2 separate regions of the Mus musculus genome follow, and region 1 is linked to region 2. Evidence: chromatin contacts called from public Micro-C data. All regions are on one chromosome and are shown on one strand. Each heading gives the region's core, a stretch centred on a gene start, on an enhancer-like site or on the middle of the called end of the contact. The rest is flanking DNA. Distances are from core to core; before and after follow the strand shown. Region 1 overlaps Sulf1 (sulfatase 1). Region 2 has its middle 30 kb from the start of Gm17644.

The links. A called contact is a pair of places that touch in the nucleus more often than the background predicts.
Region 1: a Micro-C map of embryonic stem cells shows a contact between it and region 2, with 2.8 times the contacts expected there. The contact joins two enhancer-like sites. A contact is called at or near these places in 9 of 484 Hi-C or Micro-C datasets (adipose-derived mesenchymal stem cells, cerebellum, cortical neurons and 2 more), 3 of 115 datasets of contacts at active chromatin or transcription factors (embryonic stem cells and neural progenitor cells) and 2 of 9 other capture datasets (adipose tissue and embryonic stem cells).

Annotation. Positions count from the first base shown.
Region 1 is chr1:12,833,910-12,839,144 of GRCm38.p6, reverse strand. Sulf1 (sulfatase 1) reads right to left here. Exons shown (of 22, transcript NM_001198565.1): 13 at 2,816-3,032; 14 at 534-786. Among named protein-coding and RNA genes, the nearest start is that of Sulf1, 140 kb to the right of the region's middle. Within about 2 kb of position 2,959, at least 78 of the 459 cell types and tissues checked have an H3K27ac peak or open chromatin away from gene starts, as enhancers often do. A contact at or near this core is called in embryonic stem cells, where this site is marked.
Region 2 is chr1:12,635,362-12,640,544 of GRCm38.p6, reverse strand. No RefSeq gene overlaps it. Among named protein-coding and RNA genes, the nearest start is that of Gm17644, 30 kb to the left of the region's middle. Within about 2 kb of position 3,799, at least 5 of the 459 cell types and tissues checked have an H3K27ac peak or open chromatin away from gene starts, as enhancers often do. A contact at or near this core is called in embryonic stem cells, where this site is marked.

The DNA.
Region 1 (5,235 bases), core at 1,710-4,209, 200 kb before region 2:
GCGTATTTGTTTGCTTATTTATTTTTACTTGTGTGCATGGGTATTGCATCAGGTGCATGTGGCATCTGTGGAATTCAGACGTGGGAGTTGTAGCCCCTGACATGGGTTGCAGACAGTTGTGAACCTCTATGTGAGTGCTCGTAACCAAACCTGGCTCTTCTAGAAGAGCAGCCAGTGTTCTTCATCTCTGAGCCAACTTCTGTAATGCTCTAAGTCTGGAGGACCACGGAGAATGGAAGAGTCCCCAGAAGTCCCCAGACTTGTGGGTGGAGGTTCCACCCATGCCTGCTTAGTTGTGATATGACAGGATTGCTCTGCCTGGTTCCCAGCTAATGAAACAGAACCCAAAGCACATGTCCAGGTCACTGGTGGTTCTAACTCCTCCTGCTTCCTTGTGTCCCTTGTTGTGCCTGTAAGCCTTTGGACACTGCATTACTGAGCAACGCTATTTCTTTTTGCAAAGTGCAATGGTGATTGTATGGGGCGTGAGGTAATGTTGTCCTCCAGCCTGGGAACTACATGAGGAGACTCACTTGTGTGTCACCCGGACAGTGGCGGGTAACCCCACAGCATTGTTGCTGTCTGCCAACATCTCATTCCTGATGTCACCAGCAGCAGCCTGGTGGCCAATGAAGCCCTGGTGACCCTCATCATGGCGCTTGGCAATGCTCCTTGGTGGTAACACTTGCAGTTCTTCTTCTTCCAGGTTGATGTCATATATTTCACCTTCGAATTCAACAGACAGGGACCGAGTCTGCCGGGTGTGCACAAATCTGGGCTTATACTCTGGAATGAGAGGAAAAGTCATTACCACGGATGAACAGATGTGGGTGGGAAGGAGAATGGTATCACCGGTCATCGTGGAATGTTAGAGAGGAACACAAAGTGCAGGCTGAGTAGCCTTGGGGCATCTTTGTCCTGGGTAGCTCCTGAAATCACAGCAGCAAAAAGCATGCTCTTGTCCTGGTTGGGTCCTGTCAAGGGTGCTAACAGGCTAAAAGCTGCCACACTTAGTTTTCTACATGAATGGCTAAGGTAGTCAGTATAGAACTATATAGCCCCTGCTTGTTATTAGCTTCAGCTGTCCTTTGTATACTGCTTATCTATCTTGAATCCATAATCTTGAAATGAAAGTATTGCCATAATGGTCCTTACACTGAAAAAAAAAAAACTTATGAGCTATCAAACATGAATTGGTTCTATTATTCTTTCTGCATGAGGGAACTGAAGCACTGGGTTTTGCTGGGCTTTCCCTAGGTCCTAGAGCCTGAACACGCTGGGTCCTGGAGCCTGAACGCACTGCCTCACCACTGCCTTGAGCTGCTTTTTAAAAGAGACGACCCCTCTCAACACCGCACATTTACACAAGTACAGGGCAGCGCTCTAAAACGACTAAATTTGTGAATGTTTGCATCAGCCATGTAACATTTTGAACACTTGATATTAAGAGTAAGGCCGCTGCGCACCTGCAGTGCACTACTATGGGATGCTGCCTGATGTCCGCTGGGTCCTGGCTAAGGGTGTTATTGTACAAGCTCTGACCTCGGCTTTCATGCTTGGGCTTTGCCAAGCACACTTCTCTGGAATCTTGTCTTCAGCTTCCTAAGTCACGAAGAAGAGTCACAGAGACGAGGGAATCGCAACTGTCAGCCTTCCTACAGGGGAGCTTGGTCCCTATAGGACCCCTTACTTTCCAGGTGCAGTAGTGGCTGCCATGACAGACGACGACTTGCACCACTATCACCTCAGGAAAAGAGGAAACCTGCTCCTGTTGTAGGATGCAGTTTGAAAACTTTCTGGCAGGGGACAGTGTTCCTGCTGCTAAGTGGGATGCTTGTATCAGGGGGCCTTGTAACCTTATTAATTCTAGCTGTGATTTTTCTTATGAGGTTTAAGTGTGAAATTTCCTTCCAGGAGGAAAGACAATCCCGTAACTCTGTGTACTGGCTATAAACCACTTTAAGAACCAGTGAAGACCAGTCCACCTAGATAAGGAATTCATGGCCCTCTAGTCTATTCTGTTCAGCACAAAAATGTCGCTTTAAGGAACTCTGAGTCTCTTAAGTGTTTTGTGTCCAATTAAACAGAACTTATTTGTTTCCAGACATAGAATGTGCACAGATTTGAGCCACTTCTCTAATATGCCACGAGGTGGCAGTAGACTATCATTCTTCAGTAGATGTTCCTCCTGTTTTCTGTAGTCTGTATCAATCAGTTACCTGAGAGTTTTTACTAAAAAAAAAAAAAAGAAACAAAAAACCTGTAGGCAGTAAGGATATGCTGTACTGAGTTCAACTAATTTGATACTGCCACTCAACAAGATACAAGCGTCTGACAACATTTAAAGATACAGTCTAAAACATGAAAAATATGCGTTTAAAAACTGCTCATGTCTTTCCTCTAAGGTTAAACACACATGAACTGATTGATACCTAAAATTTAACTTTTAAATCAAGTTAAGGCAGGCATATTAGAGCATTACCATGAAGGTAAAGTCAGATGGCTCTAACCCTCCCCCACTGGTCCCGAGGGACACCCGCTGCGTGTGTGGATGCCCTGGTCCCTAGGAAGTTACTAAGTGGATTTTTATTCTATACTAAGTGAAAATGCTCGCAAAGTAAAATTTCTAGCTGATCTTTGCTATCTTACTTTAAACTGAGCAATGATTTTTGCTTTTATCCTGAAATCTAGGCACCGAGAACATCTCATTTGTGTGTGAATCACGGGGGAGGTTGTCTTGAAAAGGGATCCTCCTGCCGCTGTATGTGTGTGGGGTGTGGGGGGGGGCTGGGGGGGGTCACAAGGTTGAGCTTACTTGGTGTTCCCTTGTTCCTCAGGAACTGCCTTTGATTCTTTCTCTGGCTTCTGCTCGAGCGATAGCCAGAGTCCCTACAATGGCACTCTTTGTCTTTGTCATGCAATCCGCGAGAGTAGAGGTTGCGTGCATTCTGACGGACCGTGAGCAGGTCGCTGGGTCCCTTACACTTGTGGATTCGGAGCTTGCCGGATGTGTCCTCGATGCACTGCCAGTTCTGCAAGAGCCAGCGGGAAGCAGTTGGCGATGCTGAGCCAGTTGTTATTTACAAAGCACCCTAGCAGTAGCTAGGTGTCCGTCAGTCCGGTCCCCCATCATCACCTCCCCCCTCCCCCACCCCTGCCCCGTCCCTCACTGCTAATTCCATTAAGGAGCATAAATGAAAGGGGACTGGCTTTTAAGTGACCCTGCAGTAACTGCTCAGTTCTATTTCGTTTGTGGCAGGCACATACAGATGACAAATCATTGGGAATCAGAACTGCCTCGATGACACTGGCGCTGATAAATGAATCCTCCGCCCCCAGACTAAACAGTCTTGAATGAACCGTGTTAAAACCCTTAGTGTCCCAACACGGAGCCAGCTGTCAGCGCTGCTTCCACCAGGACCCCAAACTGCCCCATTTGTTCTGGAAAAACAAACTTGCCTGCTTTGTTCTCTGCCTCTTGGTTTCTAAAGTGAGCCTGGGCAGAGTGGCAGAGGAGCAAGACGGAGAGGAATTTAATTTGAGGCCATTACCGGCAAAGCCAACTCTGGGTATCCCAGACATTGGCAAACTCATCGTGTTTTCTTTTGATTTTCCTTCTTCTCCTACAAACTCTTCACGCCCGCAGCATGTGGTGGGTCCCAGGGAGACTGATTCGACCTTCCCAGAAAATGCGCTCTGCGGGGGTGGTAGTGGGGGTCGCATTGGGGTTCCTAGTTCCTGTTTTGTCCACAGCTGTGGGAATGCAGCAAGTTCACAGTTCTGGTTCCAACAATGTCTTTTCACCCCGGGAGGCCTCTCAGAAGCCCCTCTCCATTCGAAAGGCCCAATAACTTCTTTACATTTCAGTTTTTCTCTTACAAGCCCTAAAGGACTCACTGGTCAGTAGGAAGAATCCTGGCCTTCATTTGAAGCTATGTTAGCAAGACAACAGAGTGAGCCTGGATAAGGACTAGCACTGTTAAATGTATCCTTTTCTCCCTCCCATATACAAGTGTCGCCTGTGTGCTATTATTGTGTGTATTTCAATGCATAGGTTTCTAAGCTGACACCAGCACAATATACGTATGCTCTAAATATCCATGCGGGCTGAGCCACACATAATTTCAGATAAGTCCTGTCTTGGTGGTAAGGACTTTAATCCTAGCACTTGGGAAGTAGAGGTAGGCGGATCTCTGAGTTCAAGGCCAGACCAGTCTACAGAGTAAGTTTCAGAACAGCCAGGCCTACACAGAGAAAACCTGTCTCAAAAACCTAAAGAAGTCATGTGTGAATAGGATACCCACTCTAGTAGTGTCTATGAGTAGCTCATATCTCCCACTGGTAAGCCAATACCACCAGGAGGCGTCTCTGATGTAAAAAAGCTTGGCCAAGCAATGTGATGGTTCTGTCAGCAGATAAATCAAATGCATAGTAAATCATGGGCAAGCCTTCGCCGTGAGCAAGGGCTCTGCGGTTAACATCCATTTTCATCAAGAGAGCCGCATGCCTGTGCTATATGTATAATTATCAGAGCAGCATTGGGGCTTTCGACCCCACGCCCTGAGCATCTAGAACTCACGCTATGGTCCCACCTGAGCCTCCACACCTCTGCTGTTTCCAAATGATTATTTCAAGCCATGTTACATTCGTCTCTTTTCAGGCTTGGCCTGAAGTGCCTTGAACCTTCAAGGTCTTCACACAGAAGAGCAGGTTGCTGAAGAAAAGGCAGCTAACTACCAAGCCACGTCAGGAAAAGGCAACACAGACCACAGCAATGTGAGGACCAAGCTGCAGAAGATTAAGTAGAGGCTAGCGAGGAGGCTCAGTGACTAAGCACTTTCTGCTCTTCTAGCACATCCAGGGTCAGTTCCCAGCATCCATCTGGACCAGGCAGCTCACATCCACCAGGACCTCCAGTCTCAGGGAATCTAACACTCAGATAAACCAATAAATCTGGTAGCTGATGCCTGTATTCTCAGCACTCAAGAAGCTGAGACAAGTCTGGAGGCAGCTTGGACTGTAAGACTCTATCTCAAACAAACAAACAAACAAACAAACATATGAATAAATTTGTTTAGGCCCAACTCAGCCGTGTCACAAAGTTGGGAATGAGTCCCAACTTTGACTAGATACTGGCACTTGTGATTAGAATCCTACGTGATTTTAATGTCTTTCATGGACCTCTTTGCAGCTGGAATCTTTGCTGGGGAAATCGGCAGAAGGAAAATATTTCAG
Region 2 (5,183 bases), core at 2,550-5,049:
AAGGTTTTGAAGCACTGCTTTAAGAGACTGGCCTAAGTAAGTCAGGTCACGTAGTAAGTAGAGAGCTCCATACCCATGAGTAAGTATTTGGGCAGCACCCAATTCAAAGCACATTGCATACATGTATAAAATTCTCCATGAGTTAATAAAAGTACTATAGTAAAAGGAGCCTATGCTGCCATAAGACACTTGAAATATATCCTTTTTATTTTAAAAAAAGTATTTCCTAGTCTCTAAGGCCTAGGGATAATGGCAAAGTTGGTAACAATGCAAATTATTACTTTGTAATGTTTCAACTAACTTTCTTTCTTTCTTTCTTTCTTTCTTTCTTTCTTTCTTTCTTTCTTTCTTTCTTTCTTTCTTTCTTCCTTCTGTCTTTCCCTTCCTTCCTTCCTTCCTTCCTTCCTTCCTTCCTTCCTTCCTTCCTTCCTTCCTTCCTTCCTTCCCTCCCTCCCTCCCTCCCTCCCTCCCTCCCTCCCTCCCTCCTTCCTTCCCTCCCTCCCTCCTTTCTTTCTCTCTTTCTTTCCTTCTTTCTCTCTTTCTTTCACATTAGGGATTTTCAGCATTGATTGTCAATGAATGGATCAGAAGCATCTGGAAGGAAAGGTGCTCAGAGCCTCTCTATGGGATTTCTGTGATTCGATTACTGAAGTGGGAAGACTCTCCCTAAATGTGAGCAGCATGTTTTGGTGACATTGGAGATGAAAGATGCAGGAAGGAAGCTTTGCTTTGGACTGTTTCACTCTCACTGGCAGGTTTATCCACCTTTTGCTGATGTTCAGACCCAGCTTTGGGTTTCCAACATGAACTGAAGACCAGTGGTTCACCAGGAAACCTCTTGGCCTTTGGGTTTTACAATGAAGGTGGGGAAACATGAAGTCTCACATAACAAGCAACTACTGGGTTCTCAGCCTCCCCAGTGAAAGATAGCTGTTGTTGGTATCTCTTCAAACCCTATCCATCTAACAAATCTCCTCTTATTCATTCTATTGGTTTTGTTCCTTTAGAGAACTCCGACTAAGACAGAATTGAAGCCAGGGCCTTGAACACATCAGGCACTGGCTTCTACACTCCTCTTCTACTGAGCTACATTCCAACCCCGATTTTCCATAAAAACAGAAACATACAGGCCATCTGTCTATCCAGTAGTCCCACAACTGGTAATACTTAATACAAACCTGCCATTCTGCATGCCATTTCCCATGAAAGATGAGCCAGGATCTTTAGTCAAATGAATGGTTTCAGACCAGTTACAGGTAATGAGTAACTCAGAGCTGGATTAACTGGGTTAAAAACACTACATAATTGAAATATGATCGACATGTGAAAGACTGTGTGTAATTAGCACGTGCTACTTGATGATTATGGAGGTGCATAAATAGCCATAAAACATCATTATCATCAAGGCCATGAACAAATCCTTCACTGACTTTCTTCCTGACACCTGTATTACTACTATCACTATGTTTTTGTGTGCAGTGACAAGAGTATATATTCTCATTGTAAACCTTAAGTATGCTATGCACTCAGTCATAGGTGCTGCGCTTTATAGAAGATGCCCAGAACTTATCTTCAACAACTTAAGGAGAAAGTTGGCCTGTACTTTTTCCCCATTGTCTCTCCATTTCTTTGGCTCATATTAATCACTCATTATAGTGAACTGGATGATTTAAAATTCTTTCATGGGAAATGGCAAGTTTGTATTAAATATTCCCAGTTGTAGGACTGCTTGGTAGATGGCATGTATGTTTATGCTTGACATAAGAGAGACTCTGAGTTCAATTCTATAATAGTCAGGGTTCTCAAAAGAAAAAAGAACCAATAGAATAAATATGTACTAAATGAGAGTATATGGTTTGCCTTTCTTGTTTCACTTAGTATAGTGTCTTCTAGGTCTGAAAATATCCCATTTTCTTTTCTTTCCATTTGTCATTTCTTCTGTTCTTTTGGTGGTGCTGTGATTTGATTGGAACAAGCTCCACTACTTTGCTGTGTTTCCAGACCATAGCATGTTTCTTTTGTCCAATTGTCCATCAATGGGAATTTAGGCTGTTCTGTCTTGGCTATGCTGCCATAAATTTGGAAATGCTTTATCTGTTAATATCCTGACAAGTTCTTATGGTTGAATTTCTAATATATATTGTGTGTGTACGTGTGTATGTGGTGTGTGTGTCCATACGCATGCATGGAGGACAAACGCCAGTGGCAGATATTCTCATCAATTGCTCCCTACCTTAATCTTTGACACAGGATCTTTCACTGAACTTGGAGTTTAGCAATTGGCTGGACTGGTTCGGGGGTTCTCCTGCCTCCCCAAACCTGAGATTATAGGCTTATAGGTCCTAATGCTTATATAGCAAGCACTATATCTACTGAGTTAATCTCCTCCACTTCTCAAACACTGACCTTTAGTTGACTGCTTCTCAGCTGTTTCACTGGTATATTGGAGCTTTACAGAGCAAACTTCTATACTTTTCTACTTGTTTCACAGTTTTTGCAATGGAAAGTTAAAAAAATCCATAATTGAAATCCATAAATGTCTATGACATTTTCAAGTTAAAAAGAGCAATTGGCAAAACAAACAAAAAAAGAACTTAATGGCATTTTTTTGCCCTAAAAGCAACTGCCTCAAATCTCCTTATAGAAGCCTGTGTCGTCTTTTTGTTTGTTTGTTTTAGATAGGGTTCATTATACAGTCCTGACTGGGCTGGAAATCACTGAATAATCCGAGTGGCTTTGTACTCACAGCGATTAGTCTGCCCCTACACTGCCTCTTCTTAGAGTATCTGGATTAAAGGAATGAACCACTAGACCAGGTTTGCTTTGAGTTTTTAATTTTAAATGTGTTTATTGAATTATTATACATTTGAATACAAAAATCCTACCTATAAAGTCAATTTAAAAGAATTTATTTATTTATTTTTTTATGTCTGTCTGAGACAAGGCCTCCTTTGTATGTAGCCTTGGCTGACCTGGAAGTCACTATGAAGGCCAGGTTGGCCTCAAATTCCTGCCTCTGTTTTAGGAGTCCTGGGATCAAAGGTGTGAATCACCATACCTGCCAGCCAATGGAATTTATTAAGAGTGAATTAAAAAGAACAACACAGCCATATTTGTCATGAAACACTGGGACAGGAGAAGACAGAGAAAAACAAAACCGAAGTTCTAATGAACAGTGCGTTTCGCAATGCACACACCATGTCACAGATTCTGACAGCTCCTCTTTGAGACTTGACTTTAACAAATGAAAATGTTACTATTTTCTCTAGTTCACCAATCCATTGGTGGAAATCTGTTGAAAACTTATTAGCTGAACTTAGACTTCTTTTATCACTAAACAGCCTAAAAACAATGGTAGCTGCGGCCCCTGTGGGGGCAAGCCTGAAAGACTGGACCAACCTGGCAGTTCCCAAATGGCCTTTATCTCTTTTTTTGGTTCAAACACACCTCCTTCTTTCACAAGGACTCTAGAAGGACTGAGAGTCTGGCCTCAGCATTCGGTGTTGCAGAAAGAGTTCATTTCCTACTGATTTCAGGGTCTGTCAGCCCCCTGCTGCGTGAAGTCTCCATTTAAAAGAGGGGAGGGGGCAGACAAAGAAGAATCCCCACCAGACAAGGATTGACACCTCAAGGGGTTCAATTGAATTCTGAAGTCTTTCTTCCTGCCTCCGGGGATATTTGTGTAAATGTCTTAATAACAGAAGCAAAGCACTTTATTCATCCAGCACATGTGTGCACAGAGCAGAAAAAGCCATGCGTAGTAGGAAAGACCAGTTCTACGTCAGGTCAGACTATGCTGGCTATAGTCGGGGGTGGGGTGTGGGGGGGTGTGACTCTCCAGGCGAGAAGGCCAGTTGAATGTTGTCACTGCTGAGGCTGGAGGGAAAACCCCTTTGAAGAAATATTCATTTATTTCTTATTCCCACTGTGAATCTTGAATTCACTGGATACATTTATTAGGAATAATTCTACCCAAATGCAATTAAATCCTATTTTTGTAATGTTGGCATGACCTTGCATTGTAATTGCAAATACATTTCTGAAGCCTAGAGTGGTTTCCAGCTGGGAACGCTGCTGCTCTGTTTCTGTGTTGACAGTCATTAATTATTTCTATAGATAAATGAGTAAATCAGCAAGTTAGCCCTATTTGCATTTCGATAAACATGAAAGCAAATGAAGAACTGAGAGCTACTAATTTGATTTTGCAAATGTAAAATTCACAAAGCATCAACAAAAAGTTAAAAAACAAAAAAAAGAAAAAGGGAAAAAAGAGAAATTTCCAGTTTGCCTAGAGCATCTTGCAGTAGTAACTGTCCAATAAATAACTGAAATTGAGGCTGATTTTCTTCCATTTGGAAAGAAATGCCGTGCTTAAGGTAGCCTACAAGTGGGACCATATTATGTTCAGCTCAAAAGTGGCAAAGGTTTGCTGGTCGGCAATCATGGAGAAGACTCTAGCTCTTGGTCTTGACACCCTCATGGGCCCACGAGTACCTCTGTTAGGTCTTTGGACCAAGGATAGTTTCCTGGAAGTCATGAGTCTGGTTTTCTGCTGGGAGCAAGGTCAAAAATGGTCCCCCTTTTTCTTCACGCTCAGAAAGAGGAATAGGAATCTCTTGTTAGCCTATTGCACTTAATTGATATTCCATCTTTACCCAGAATAGTTTCCATGGTCATTCCACACACACTGAGTACCTTAGATTCTTAGGGATTGCCTAGGGCTTTGATATTGGGTTGACCTGGCTTTATTTAGTTGGTAGGGAAATGGGAGAAAAATACATGGCAGTGAGAGTGGCTAGACAGCAACGGGGACTGGTAACCAGTAGTATTATGAGGTTGCAGGGGAAAGGTAGCAAGTCAACAAATGACAATTGTTCCTTCACTGTTCACGAAATCCTGAGAGTTTTATTGTTCAGCAAATAATATTTTCCTTTTGCTACTTTTACCAGACTACTCTTGAAGAATCAATATTGATCACCATTTTTGATGCAAAAAGATCTTATGTGGTTTCTGAAAACAATCCAATTGTTCATTCATTAATTTGTCCTGTTTTGACATTTACTAAGTATTGAGAACTTAATATACATAAAGCAATAGTTTAAACTATTTAAAAATGTTCCACTTAAACACATGTAATGTTTCTTTTCTTTTTTTTTTTTTTTTTCAAAGATTTATTTATTTAT